Regions from separate parts of the Mus musculus genome. Here regions 1, 2 and 4 are each linked to region 3. Evidence: chromatin contacts called from public HiCAR-type and promoter capture Hi-C data. All regions are on one chromosome and are shown on one strand. The core of a region is the stretch at or near the end of the contact, and the rest is flanking DNA. Distances in the headings are between cores, read along the strand shown.

Region 1 (3,345 bases), core at 592-3,091, 1.5 Mb before region 3:
AAATCCCTCACAATAACGTCTCGAAATACATGTTGTTGTGGGCCAATCAAAACTTTCTCTTGCCTGGTAGCACAGACCTCTAACCCCAGTACTTGGTAGGCAGAGGCCGTCAGGTGTCTCTGAATTTGAGGCCTGGTCTAGATGGTGAGTTCCCATACAGCCATGCCTCTATAGAGAGACCCTGCCTCAGGGAAAAAGAGGAGGAGGAGGAGGAGGAGGAGGAGGAGGAGGAGGAGGAGGAGGAGGAGGAGGAAAAGAAAATGTCTCCTGGGGATTCTTCCCATATTCTGTTCTCTTCTCATCCTCTTCTCACTGAAAGGGGTAGCAAAGCTGGACTCATCTGCTTAAAACAAGGATGACACGTTACCTCTCTGACCTAAATGAATATCTTGTAATATGGTGGCCACAAACCATGAGGATCATCACATTTCCATGACACTCAGTTCACAGAGTTGTAGAATATATAAATGATCTGTCATTGGCTAATGACAATAAGATCTTAGTTTATTTAATATACTTCCTTATTTGGATTGGTTGATTGGTTTTTTTGGTTGGTTGGCTTTTTGGTTTTTTGGTTTGGTTTGGTTTGGGTTTTGGGTTTTGGTTTTGGTTTTTTGAGACAGTGTTTTTCTCTATGTAGCCCTGGCTGTCTTGGAACTCGATCTGTAGACCAGGTTAGAATCGGTCTCAGAGACCCTGCCTCTGTCTCTCAAGTTCTGGGATTAAAGGCATTTACTTAATACATTTAAAAGCAATCATTAGAACTGAAAACAGGAATTCATTAAATTCACTATAGGAAATAAAAACAATTGTTTAAAAAGGCAAAAAAAATTAAAATCTATGACATAGTCCTATGTCATAGGATGGCTAAACTCATCAGTTATCACAATCACAACCTACAGCCTTTTGCTAAGGCGGAAGCCTGGGCCTAGCTTGCTTCCTCATACTGATCAGACCAAGGGCATAGTTGAAGGCTGAGTGCTTCCTTTAGGAAGTTTTCCTGGGCAGCTGGCAACCCCTTTAGTGTATGCCACCTGCACTTGCCAAGGTGTTGATCTGAGTCAAAGATAAAGTCTTTACTCAATCTCTTTTTAGGATGGGGTTTGTTAGTTTTACAGCAGGCACGGGGCACAAGGTATAAAATACAAATTTCCTGTAGCGTCAAGTTTTAAATTGGTCAATTTATTGGCTCTTGCCTCCACCTAGATCATAGTCACAGGTGCCTTCACACCCCCGCATCTTGTAGGTTTGAAGGCTCTTCAGGGTTTTTTGGTTTTTTTCCCCCCCCTTAATTATTTTTTAATTCAGTGTATGGTTGTTTCGACCATATGTTTGTGCAGCACCTGCAGAGGCCAGAAGGTGTCCAATCCCTTGTAACTAGTTATCATGTGGGTGCTGCGAATTAAACCCAGGTTCTATGGAAGAGCAGCCAGTGCCCTTGACCACTAAGCCATCTGTCCAGTCCCATATTTGAAGGATTTAGGACATCTGCTGCACAGGGAATAGCTGGTGCAGGAGTTGAATCTAGAGTCCAAACAAGGTTGTCCATAAACCAAAGGGCTCATACACCCAGATACGGGGTTCAAAGAGAGTAGGAATTTGCTGGATTTCTGGTAGGACAGAAATTGGGGATTGACCCCAAGAATTTGGTACAGTGGCTAACGGACTGAGGCCGAGTATCTGCCACCCAGCCTTTTGGGCAGGCGGGCCGGCGCTCAGCGACCAAAGGGGTTAAGGCACCGAGTCCCACCCCCGTCCAGGATTGGCGGGTCCCGGGGGCGTGGCCGGAGGGCGGGCCCGCGTTTGCCGCAGCCGCTGGTGGGCGGGCCGGGCGCGGGGCGGGAGGGGCCAAGAGCAGAGCCCGGCCGCGCCGCGCGCCCTGTGGGGCGGGCTTCGGGCTGCGCCAGAGAGCGGGACAGCTAGCGCCGGTGTCTGAGCCTCTGCGCCGGACTCTGAGGCAGTGAGTAAGTGATACAGGCCTGCCGGGGTGCCCCTCCAGGTTCTCCCTCAGGTCACCATGCCCGCTGCATCGCTCGCTGCTTCTGGCCGGTGGGAAGCTGGGGAGGGGGCGCGTCCCGCTGCTAGGGTACCGGGGAGCTGGGGGGGGATGAGGCCGATGATGTCATGGACGCTTCAACCGGCGCGCGGGGAGGGGGGGGTGGCGGCCGGAGGGGGTGCGGCCCGGATTATGTCACCTCTTCTCTCTGCACCCCGCCCCCCCCCGGGGGCCACGCGCGTTGGTGGAGAACCGAGGGAGGTATGGGTGGAATTTCTCCAACCGCGGAGACCTCTGTGGCACCTTTGCAGAGATTTTGTGGCTGGGGTCTATGTGCTAGTGAATGGCGACCCTCCCCCTCCCCCCCCACACACTCTGACACACACATGCACAGCTGAGGCAGGCTCCTGTGTGAGCGGGTGGGTGGGGGTGTGCTGTCAGTACCTTCAGCACTGAAGCACTGGCTTCATCAGAGTCAGGATCTAGGGGATGGGCCTCTTCCCCTGCAGGTGCCCACATTTCCAAGGGAAGATGAATCTCCCCTCACACATCCCAACCAAGAAGTTCTGCTCCCTGAATCCCTTCCCTTAATCCTTCCTGGAAGCTTTTCCTTGTTTCTATGTCTGCATTCATTTCCTATTGACATTGCTCATAACCAACATCCCCACAAGTATTGGCCTTGCATTTTCATGATGCCGGGGGGGGGGGGTCCAGAGACCCCTGGGGTAACACAGGCTTCCAATGGGGAAGGCTCACAGTGAAATCTCCCTGGGTCATCCTGAGCTAAGTGCTCCAAGACCTCTTGGGTACCAAGGATGCTGAGGAGTATTTGGACTGGTTCCAGAAGAATGTAGGCTGGGCAGAGAGCTGAGAAGAGGTCATGTGTGGAGTGAAGAGCTGCTTTCAGGAGAAATACAGGGTGGATATCAAGAGAGGCCTTAGAGACTCTGCTACAAACTCTACTTGGTTGTGGGTGCCAAAAAGAATACCATGGATTTTACACATAATCCGTTTCCTTTTTAAAAAATCGCTGTAAGGTAGGTGTGAGAATTTGAGTCTGCTTGAGGTTTCGTAGCTGAGCTGTGATTTACACCTGGAGCTGATGCTGCAGGAATTCTAAGGCCCTTGACCCTGCTCGGGGAAGGGTTTAGCCAGAGTCCATTTGGCCCCTCTGACTGCTAGTATTGTAATGTCACAGGCACTGAGGGTTGATAGAACAGAAATGGAGGCAGGCTCAGGCAACAGGCTATCATCCCAGAGTGATGCGGTTCAACTGCCCTTGCAGATCACACTGTCACCTAGGGCAGTCCTCCTCAAGCCTCAAGTCCTAAAGAGGGCTCTCAGCCCCT
Region 2 (3,167 bases), core at 456-2,955, 1.5 Mb after region 3:
GATTGTATGTTTCTCCTGACCTTGTCCAACCAAAGTATCACAGGGCTCTTTTACAAGCTCTCTGGGAACATAGTTGAGGATTTCTGTATGCAGCCATCCTTCAGAATTGCAGAAGAACCCTTTCACAGCTGCCCTTTTCACTGCCTTAGGGGCAGACCGAGGCTTACAAGAGATCCATGAGACTGACAGAGGCGAAAGGGATCAACAAAAATTAGACAGCAGTGCTGAGACCTTGGCAGCCTAGTGATATGATTTATTCCCTCTACTGACAAGCCACCCATTTAGTGCCCCCTGTAGCCGACATAGCAACACTGGAGAGTTTCTGGATGCCATGCACGAGAGACAAAACCTGTGGTCAATATTTGATGGGACTGCTCTTGGAGTTCAGCAAATCACTTTCCTTCCAGAAAGCAGCATGAACATGTAACATCCAGAAGGTAGGTATTTACTCAGTAGAAAAATTTACTTCTTTACCAATTCTAGGTTCTATTTAAGAAAAACTGATATTGGAGAGGTTTAATTGATAGCCAAAGAGATCAAGGTTTTAGGAAGGGTGTACAGATAGTAATGGGAGATCAAAGAGTCATTGTCAGTCCCTGGAGATACTGGGGTCATCTTGGGTTTCAGGATCCAGTTGTTCAGACAGGTATGGTATGACCATTTGTGACCACCCAATGGCCAGATGAGAATGGGTATCAGCCCTGCTTTTTGGTAATGTATAGTTGAAACAGCCCATCCCTTTGGAAGTCCCAGTGCTGGAGCTTTCTTAAGCCTATCAAAAGAGTGTTCCTTAATCCCTCAATTACAAATGGTATGGGCTTGGGACCCTCATTTAATTTCTCATGACTGGCCTGGCTATTTCTTTAAATATTGTAATTCATATTCTGCAGTATCCAGTTAATTCCAGAAAAGCCAAAACCTGTCTTTTGGTTCAGAGAGGGGGCAAATCCAGATCTCATAGTACCAAATGAAGGTTGCCTTTTTTTTTTTTTTTTTTTTTTTTTTTTTTGCCTCACAAATTGAGAATTTTCCCTAGAAGTTTTGCTTCCTTTTTGAAGTTTTGTAGCCTTTTTGAGCTTTTGAGATACAAAGAGGCCAGGTGGGGTGATGCACACCTTAAAGCCCAGGTCTTTGGAGGCAGAGACAGGTGGATCTCCAAGTTTGAAGCCATCCTGGTTTACATAGTGAGTTCAGGACACAGAGAGAGGGGGGTGGGGTGGGGAATGGACTGAGCTACAACGTTTAAAGTCTGTTGTTTGGCTGGTATCCTCTGAAGCAGTAGGTAGAAGGTCACCCTCATTCAGGATTACAGCTACAGAGTTGGGTGTAAATTCTCCGACATGCTACCAAATCTGGGATTAAACCTACACCACGAATTCTTGATGGAAGACTGCGACAGGTATGTTTCTGGGCTCATGCATCTGGGATAGTCTACTGAAAGAACGGGAACCCTGGCTTTCAGAAAAAATAGGTACACTGGCAAACCGGAAACGAACTAGAAATCGAACTTGTGCTGTTTAGGGTCAGAGCCTGGTCCTATCCGTTTCAGCACCACAGACCTGGAGTGCAACCTTGTGCAGGATTTTACCCGTCATCTCACGGCGCGCCGGCTATTGATGCTTCTGGGAAGTGTAGTTCATGCAAAGGCAACACTATGATTGGAGCTCAGAGGCCGAAGATCTTCGCGCAGGCGCACTGCCTTCCCGACACGAGGCGGTGAGTGTTCGCAGGTTCCCAGTACTCTTGCCAAAGGTGAGGGTTGCGGGTCTAGGTGTTCAAGAAGCCGAGTGGACGCGGTGGCGGAGGAGACACGGGGACACTGGGCACTTGGGGGAGGGTTAGTGGGCGTGGCCTGTGTGGACAGAGAGTCTTCCCTTCTGGTGTGTGTCGGTTCCGTGGGGACAGTGTCCTCGTAGGGTATGTCCACTGTGTGTCAGAATCCTGTACTTTCAAGTTGGAGATCCCGGTCTTCCTTTCGTTCCTTCTTTCCATGATGGGTGCTACGTGGATGTGGATGGTACCGACGCTAAATCTGGGAGCATCCACTCCATTCTCTCCCAAGTCCCCTAGAAAACGTCTCCCTTTGCTTCAGCTTCTCGCCCTGAGCCTGCACCGGAATGTCCTGGTGTGAGCATAGGGTGTTCCTGGACGATACCGGATTTGAGGTGAAGAAAACCCCAAAGGAAATCGCAAATGGCTTTAGGCAATTTTAAGATGATATTGACTGGAGTGCACTGTTAAGGAATAGTGGGAAATAAGGGTGAAGGGACTATACTGCGGCCAGACAAGACCCACAGTATCAGAGTAAGACCCACCAAGCACGATATTTTGTGCGTCTCAAATGAGGTCAACATAAACAAAATTTTGAGAAACAATTCTAGAGGTTGACATTCTGACCACCGTTAAATCGAACTAGCACAACTTCGTTCCAACCACCAGTAAGTGTCAGATGTCTAGAAGTCCGTGGGATGGCCAGTTGTCTGTTACTCCATTGAAGTTGTTGGCAATTTACTAGTGATCTTTTCCCTAGTGTTCTTTTTACATTTGAGATACGATCTTATTTTGTAGCTTAACCTGGCGTTGTGTTAAGCCTTAGCCTTCCAAGTGCTAGCATTACGGGTGTATATCACCATAGTTCTGTTTTCCGTGAAATTTCAGTCACGCGAATCAAGCTTCCCGGGATGCTGGGATGTGTTGCAGGTAAAGATCTGCTTAACTTTATGGCTATCTTTCAATGAAAGTAAATTATAACAGAATTAAAAGCTTCCAGGCAGACTTTTCCCAGTTCCACCTCAGCCTTTTACAAAGCCTGACTCTCTTAATTGCTGTGAAATAGTGCCTCTCTTATTGATGTATGACGATGGAACTAAATTATCTTTATAGAAAGCACTCAGCATAGTGCCTCATGAGAGCAAGCACTCAACGCTAGTTATGGTGGAGTTCCGTAGTGCTCCAAGTGTGTCTAGCCGCTGGACAATAGATTATTTAATCAAGTTGTCTGTCATAGATGCTTAGGAGAGTCCAGATTTTGGTTGCATTACCTAAAGATTAAATAGGATATGTGTAATGTGCTTAGGAAGCTGGCTGGCAGATAACTTTCAATAAAGATAACGTGTTAGTGATGGTTAATTAAAGCCGTTGTAACTATTCTCTTATACTTCTTAAAT
Region 3 (3,136 bases), core at 462-2,961:
TGCTTTTCAGGGGCAAGTATAGGGAAACTCTTCTCATCTAAAAGCTCAGCTTTGTATATTTTATTCCCTCACACTGAAGCCTGGCAGTTCGAAGAGTTCTAAATGGCTTCCATATTGTCAAGTCTCAGTCTGGCAGTCAAAGCTCTCCAACATATCCCCATCCTTTGTTCTCACAATACAGTTGTTTGGTAACGAAAGCTCAGGGTACTGTCTACTACATATTTCTCTCCCTGAACCTACCCTGCCTCCTGAGGGAGGGCACCATCTTCTTCCCTTAGCCTTATCTAATGCAGAGCTTTCTAAACACCTGGATTAGTCGCAGCATTTCCCTTGTACTCCTGACTCAGAAAGCGCCACATCTTAGAGCAGTTCTCAAAGAATATGGCACTGACTGCTTGCTGGTGCCTGCTACCGTTACACAACCAACATCCAAAGTGAGGAGCAATTACACCTGAGAGGTGTCTTACTCTCAGAGTGCCGTGCCAGGAAAAACTAAAGATGCCAACAAAAAGAGACCTTCCCCGTCCTTACTCTGCTACCACTGTTACAATGATTCCCCTGGACTTTTTATCTTCCTCAACATGACCAACTCAGAACAGGTGGCAAGTTTTCCTCTTGCAAATTCTTAAAGAGAAAGAAAGCGGGCAGCGAACGCCTTTAATCCCAGCACTCGGGAGGCAGAGGCAGGCGGATTTCTGAGTTCGAGGCCAGCCTGGTCTACACAGTGAGTTCCAGGACAGCCAGGGCTATACAGAGAAACCCTGTCTCGAAAGAAAAAAAAAAAAAAAAGAAAGAAAGAAAGAAAGAAAGAAAGAAAGAAAGCAAGCAAGCAAGCAAGCGGGCGATGGTGGCACACACTGTTAATCCCAGTGCTCGGGAGGCAGAGGCAGGCAGATCTCTGAGTTCGAGGCCAGCCTTGGTCCACGGAGCTCCAGGGCAGCAAACGCTACACAGAGAAACCTTATCTCGAACCGTCTCCATTCTCCCGCCCCAAAAAGAAAACTTTAAGGGAAGCAAACTGAAGGATGTGCTTGCTGCAGTCTGTCTGATCAGCTTGGAACCTTGTGAGGTAGTTTTAGAACGTAAGACTCCAGGTGTGAAAAGGCGCGAGTGCTGGGAATGGTGGAAAACACAGTTCCAAAAAGATCACTTCCTCACTCTCATCTCACAGTACCCAGAAATGGTTCGCCCCAAACCAGACTCGTACTCATATATAAATCCAGGAGTCACAAATACAAGTTTCCCTACACCACTAGGCTTATGAGTTGCTTTTTTTCTCTGAACTACCCAAAGCAATGCAGGGTGAGTTCACGTCCCTATTTGTGGTCATACTGTAGGCACCCCTCACCCCCCCACCCCCCGGCCACTTCTCCCAACCGCAGGGACGCTCCAGGACCCCCCAGGCCAAGGGTAGAGCTCTGGAGCGCAGTGCACGGCACTCACCTGCACCGCGTGGCTCAGCCCCTCCAGCGCCGCGTAGTTGAAGGAGTCCACGTGCGCCCGCGTCAGGTCCTGCAAAGCTGCCTTTTGCTGCTCTGGGGGAATCCCGTACGAGGGGTCGGTTAAATGCTTTAGGCTGGGCCCGCTGGGCAGGTTCCGCCACCGGCCGTCGACATCCATGCTTCTGCCAGTCCCGGACGGGAGACCGGAGCTAGGACGCTACTCGTGGCTGGCTGGAATGGCCGGACCAACCCCACAGCCACCCTACCCCGTGGCCTTCTGGGAAATGTAGTTCCTCTTGTTCGGCCCGCCCCACACTGGTCCTTTCTTTTCTCAGAGTCGACTGGAAACTTACACCATGGCGTGATTAGACCGGTTAAAACTACGCGCAGACATGAAGACACGCCTTTAATCCCAGCAATCAGGAGGTCAGGTATCTGTGAGTTCGAGACCAGTCTGGTCTACAAAGAGAGTTCCAAGTCATTCAGAGTAGTTACACAGAGCTGTCTTGAAACACCGGGGTGGGGGTGGGGGTGGGGGTGGGGGTGGAGAGAGAGAAAGAGGCTTCGCTGTTTTGTAACCTGCAAACCATACTAAATCCTGCTCCACTTTAGTGTGTGACCTCTGTGACCCATATTAGCTTAATTCGTTAATTAGGACCTGATACAAGACGTATCTTTAAAGGTTCCCTTCTGTCCCATTCTGGAGTTTTCCTATTGCACCCTGATGCAGACCTCAGGAGACTCTGGATTCTTGGCTTCAACTAAAATGGAGGTGTGGGGCACCAACCTGTCATTTCTTCTCAACTTGTCTGTTTATTAAAATAATATTTATTTATTTATTTTTGTTTCTTTGTTTTTTGAGTCAGGGTCTCTATGTAGTCCTGGCTGTCCTAGACCAGGCTGGCCTGGAACTCACAGAGGTCCATTGTCTTTGCCTGAGTGCTGGGTTAAAGGCATGTGTCACCCCCAGCCCCCTCTTTCTCAAGTCTTTGTTTTTTTGTTTAGTTTTTCTCATACATTGCATTCCAACTGCAGTTTCCCCTCTCTCCACTCCTCCCAATCTTCCTCCCCACCCCCCTTCTCCTCCAGATCCACTCCTCCTCTATTTCCCTTCAGAAAAGAGCAGGCCTCCCTGGTATATCAACTGAACATGGCATAACAGGTTACAATAACACTAGGCACAATCCCTCATATCAAGTCTGGACAAAGCAAATCAATAGAAGAAAAGGGGTCCCAAGAGCAGGCAAGAGAGTCCAAGACAGCCCCTGCTCCTACTGCCAGAAGTCCCCCAAGAGCACCAAGCTATACATCCATAACATGAATGCCGAGGACCTAGCTCAGAGCCACACAGGCTCCAGGACTGTCTCTTCAGTCTCTGTGAGCCCCTCTGAGCCCTGCTTAATTGATTCTGTGGGCTGTGCTTATGTCTACTCAACTCTTAATGCATGAAGCACATCAGCAGGACGGCAAGCAGTAACCAGGCCATGCTACCCAGAAGAAAGGAAGCCACCCCAGCCTGCTTCTGGGCAATCAAGAGCAAGAGGTAGGAAGGTGGTTGGATAGTGTCAGAATTCGTGCTGTTTCTAGTGTTTGGCTTTTACAAATATCCATTTTTCTATGTGTGTGTTTTCAATTCCCTTAGGTATCAGAGCTAAGAACCACGTTTCTGTGTCATATTACCTATGTTTACCTTT
Region 4 (3,493 bases), core at 301-2,800, 1.2 Mb before region 3:
GGACTTTAAGAATAGATCCTCCAGGACCCAAGTAACCACTCACAGCAGATCACATCACCAGGCCCGTAGGCCCCCTGCTGGCTTCTGTGGGCACTGCATCCACGTGGTGGACAGAATAAATGAAATAGGACTCTTACCTCGAAGGATCTCAGCTATCACACCACCAGTCTGGCAGTTGTACCCCAACTCTTCCTGTATTGCAGCACCAATCTTGGGGTCTCCAACCCCCAGAAGTACTTTCTTCTTTTTAGATGGCAGGTATGTCTCCAGGAGCAGGCGGAGGTCCTCGTGAACAACACCTTTGGGACAAAGAAAACAGCTCTAAACCACACATTGCAGATTGGAGACTGTCTCCAATCGGATTAGTTAACACCCATCCCCGCAGGCATTGCTCAGACACATGGAGTCGTCAGTGATCTCTCAGGGGATTGACAGATATATAAGTCATCATTGCAAAGCCTGGCTCTACCACAGGTCCAGGAGCACAATTGTAAAGCATTTAAGTGCTTTTTAAATTACAAGATTTATTTATTATATGTACACTGTAGCTATCTTCAGACACCCCAGAAGAAGGCATCAGATCTCATTAGGGATGGTTGTGAGCCACCATGTGGTTGCTGGGATTTGAACTCAGGACCTCTGTAAGAGCAGTCGCGCTCTTAACCGCTGAGCCATCTCTTCAGCCCCTGCATATTAATGTTTTAAAATGCCATCCTGTAGGTCTCAAATAATCCCTAGACTGTATCAAGCTTAGAAGAAAATCATCTAAGAACATCAACCACCCAGAATCCCATGTTCCGGAGGGACCGACTCACCTTCAGACACAGCATTGGCATTTTCCAAGGCCACCTGGGATGAAGAGAAGGGACAGAAGGCCACCAGACGAACGACATTGTGGAATTTGCCAAGGTTAAGCACACATTCCTCCACCTGGAGAGAAGGATGAATGGGCTTTCTTTGAATTTGGCTTCTACAGCGCAGTAAGGCAGAAGCACCAGCTGTTGTAGCAATTGGTGCCTGGGCCCCGAATCTTAATTCTCAAGAAATGGAAATGAGATGTTTATCTCCGACCGCTTCCAATTATATAGATTCGCGTTAAAGAGTCCCCTCATTCTAGAGCTCCCCCCCCCCCCGCCGGGCCCGGTGCGGTCGGCCACGTGGGAACACGCGGTGCATGCTGGGGTTTGGCGGCCTTAGGGGCTGCATTGCAGCTCCGCGAGCCCACCGAGCTCACCCACCTGCGGCAGCAGCAGGCTGATCTCCTCCACTTCCTTCAGCGCCAACAGCGCGTAGCCGACCGCATGCTCGAACAGCACGTGCAGCAGAACCTGAAAAGAACCGGCGCGCGGCCATCAGTCAAACTTCCCAGTCCGCGGGGCCGCTGCTAGAGCAGGCCCTGGCTCAGACCCGGAGCACGACCCCGAATGCAAACCCAGACGCACGCTAAGGCCTTCACTACGCAAATACCCCACCACCACTCCTCACCATGGCGCCTGCTCCGTGCCCAGCTCGCAATGCGGCTAGCGCGCTCTGGCGCGCGGAACCAGACTGCGGAGACCACACCTTCTCCGGTTTGACCAATCAGAGGCTGCGGACGAAACCATTGTCAGGTCTTCGGAGGGGGTTCGCGGGTGTGGTATCGTCCGTCGGGCGGGTTGGACTACCACGGGCGCGAGCGGGCCTGCCAAGCCCAGCCTCTGCGGCTGCGCGAGCCGGTACTGCGTCTGTAGTGAATGGTGTCGCTCCTGCCGGCAGGCCGCAGAGTGGCCTGGAGACCACCCTTCTTCGTTCCTCGTGCTTTTGTCACCCGTGTGCCGGGCGGCAGAACTCGGTGAGGGGACATGAGGCTTCCTGATAAGCCTCGCAGGTTTCCCGCTGCCCAGATATTCCGGGTCCTCGTGGGACCCGGCCTCAGACCCTGCAGAAATGGCGTCTTCTTGCTGCCTGCCTCTTCCTTTTACATTTTGTTGTTAACAAAATTGTTGGTGCGGGCTGAGGCATAGACAAGAGCGGTTTACCTCTTCCTAGTTCTGTTCCTTTCCCTGATTCATAGAACCCAGCGCTGCTCGGCACCACGTGGTTGCTCATGGCCGCGTAGGCCCAGAATTCTTCCAAGGAGCTGCGTTCCTGTTTTTTTCAGTGCCAGTTTTAGGCACACCAAGGTGGATAATTTAAAATCACCTTTGCTTTAAAAAAGAAAATAAAAAGACACTTTACTTTAGTGTTAGGATTATAAATCCCAAACTTGATGGCCTAGTCGGCCATCAATGGGAGGAGAGGCCCTTGGTATTGCTAAGATCATATGCCCCAGTACAGGGGAATGCCAGGGCCAGGAAGCGGGAGTGATTGGGTTGGGGAGCAGGGCGGAGGGAGGGTATTGGGGGCTTTGGGGATAGCATTTGAAATGTAAATTCAGAAAATATCTAATAGAGAGAGAAAATAAATCCCAAACTTGAATAGTCTCTCTTAAATAGTCTATGCCTTATGCGAGAAAAAAGAATCATGGAGTAAGTCGGCTGTACATTGTCTATCATGGAGTAAGTCGGCTGTACTTTCTCTATAATGGAGTAAGTTGGCTGTACATTGCCTGTAATGGAGCTGGCTTGGATAATAAAGTGGACTTGGATAGTAAAGAAATGTGTATGTATTGCAACTAGGAAGCTACAAGCGCTTGGCAGGACATGGTGGAACGCACCTTTAATTCTGGTATTTGGGAGGCAGAGACAGGCCTGGCTACATAGCAAATTCCAAGGCAGATAAGGTTACCCAGTGAAACTCTGTTTCAAGAAAAGTAAGCTATAAATGCTTGTGATTAGATGAGGCGACACAGCACAAACAAACAAGCAAAACAAGATGTTCCTTTGGCTTCCTCACCTCCACCACTTCATTAAAATGTCACCCCAGGAGTTGAATGGTGACACGCACCTTTAATCACAGCACTTTGGAGGCAGACATCTGTGAATTCAAGGCTAGTTTGGTATATATCGATAGCTCCAGGCTAATCAAGGTTACATGGTAAGACCCTGTTTCAAAAAAAAAAAGAAAGTCCTCCAATATTTATAGTTCTGAACCTAGTGGGATCTGTAGATTGTGATATCAGACACCATTTCTTCCCTTCCCTAGGCTTCTTTGATAAATTAATTGCTCTTGCCTACGTTCAGACAGACCTTTCCTACCAAAGTAGACTTTTGTAAAATTGTTGAGTTTTGTCTCCAAGTTATCCTTCGCCCTGCTTCCTGAATATTTCTAAAGCAGAAATTCATGTTTTGTTTATGGTTGCTCATTGTGAACAAAGTAATAAGAAAATTAAAGGTGTTGGTATCCTATAATCAATCACCTGTGGTAGTTGTTCTCCAGAAAGGCCAATAATGATCCATGCCTCCTGACAACCAGGCCTATGGCCCAACGGACACGGGTAGATTGAGTCTGCCATTTCTGAACCTTGTGCATGCTTGTTGACTTTGAGTTGCCTCATAAGAAGTGAAGCCTGATG

Evidence for each region. HiCAR-type assays count read pairs that join an accessible place to other places. Capture Hi-C pulls out chosen DNA fragments and counts their contacts.
Region 1: a contact with region 3 is called in a HiCAR-type map of astrocytes, with 4 times the contacts expected there. The contact joins the promoter of Lzts3 here to the promoter of Polr1b in region 3. A contact is called at or near these places in 1 of 39 promoter capture datasets (liver) and 1 of 115 datasets of contacts at active chromatin or transcription factors (astrocytes).
Region 2: a contact with region 3 is called in a promoter capture Hi-C map of liver, with 3 times the contacts expected there. The contact joins the promoter of Zfp661 here to the promoter of Polr1b in region 3. A contact is called at or near these places in 2 of 9 other capture datasets (liver and macrophages).
Region 4: a contact with region 3 is called in a promoter capture Hi-C map of liver, with 3 times the contacts expected there. The contact joins the promoter of Nop56 here to the promoter of Polr1b in region 3. A contact is called at or near these places in 1 of 39 promoter capture datasets (liver), 2 of 115 datasets of contacts at active chromatin or transcription factors (astrocytes and embryonic stem cells) and 1 of 9 other capture datasets (liver).

What each region holds. Positions count from the first base shown.
Region 1 is chr2:130,641,340-130,644,684 of GRCm38.p6, reverse strand. It overlaps Lzts3 (leucine zipper, putative tumor suppressor family member 3), which reads left to right and starts at 1,841. Exons shown (of 5, transcript NM_197945.4): 1 at 1,841-1,964. All of the region lies in intron 2 of Gm52563 (a long non-coding RNA gene), which reads right to left.
Region 2 is chr2:127,583,215-127,586,381 of GRCm38.p6, reverse strand. Zfp661 (zinc finger protein 661) reads left to right here and starts at 1,705. Exons shown (of 5, transcript NM_001111029.1): 1 at 1,705-1,752.
Region 3 is chr2:129,099,571-129,102,706 of GRCm38.p6, reverse strand. Polr1b (polymerase (RNA) I polypeptide B) reads right to left here and starts at 1,711. Exons shown (of 15, transcript NM_009086.2): 1 at 1,444-1,711. The coding sequence starts at 1,620. It overlaps Gm46764 (predicted gene, 46764), which reads left to right and starts at 1,764. Exons shown (of 3, transcript NR_168333.1): 1 at 1,764-1,873.
Region 4 is chr2:130,272,469-130,275,961 of GRCm38.p6, reverse strand. It overlaps Nop56 (NOP56 ribonucleoprotein), which reads right to left and starts at 1,550. Exons shown (of 12, transcript NM_024193.2): 1 at 1,486-1,550; 2 at 1,239-1,328; 3 at 816-930; 4 at 138-299. The coding sequence starts at 1,488. It overlaps Snord110 (small nucleolar RNA, C/D box 110), which reads right to left and starts at 447; the gene lies at 389-447.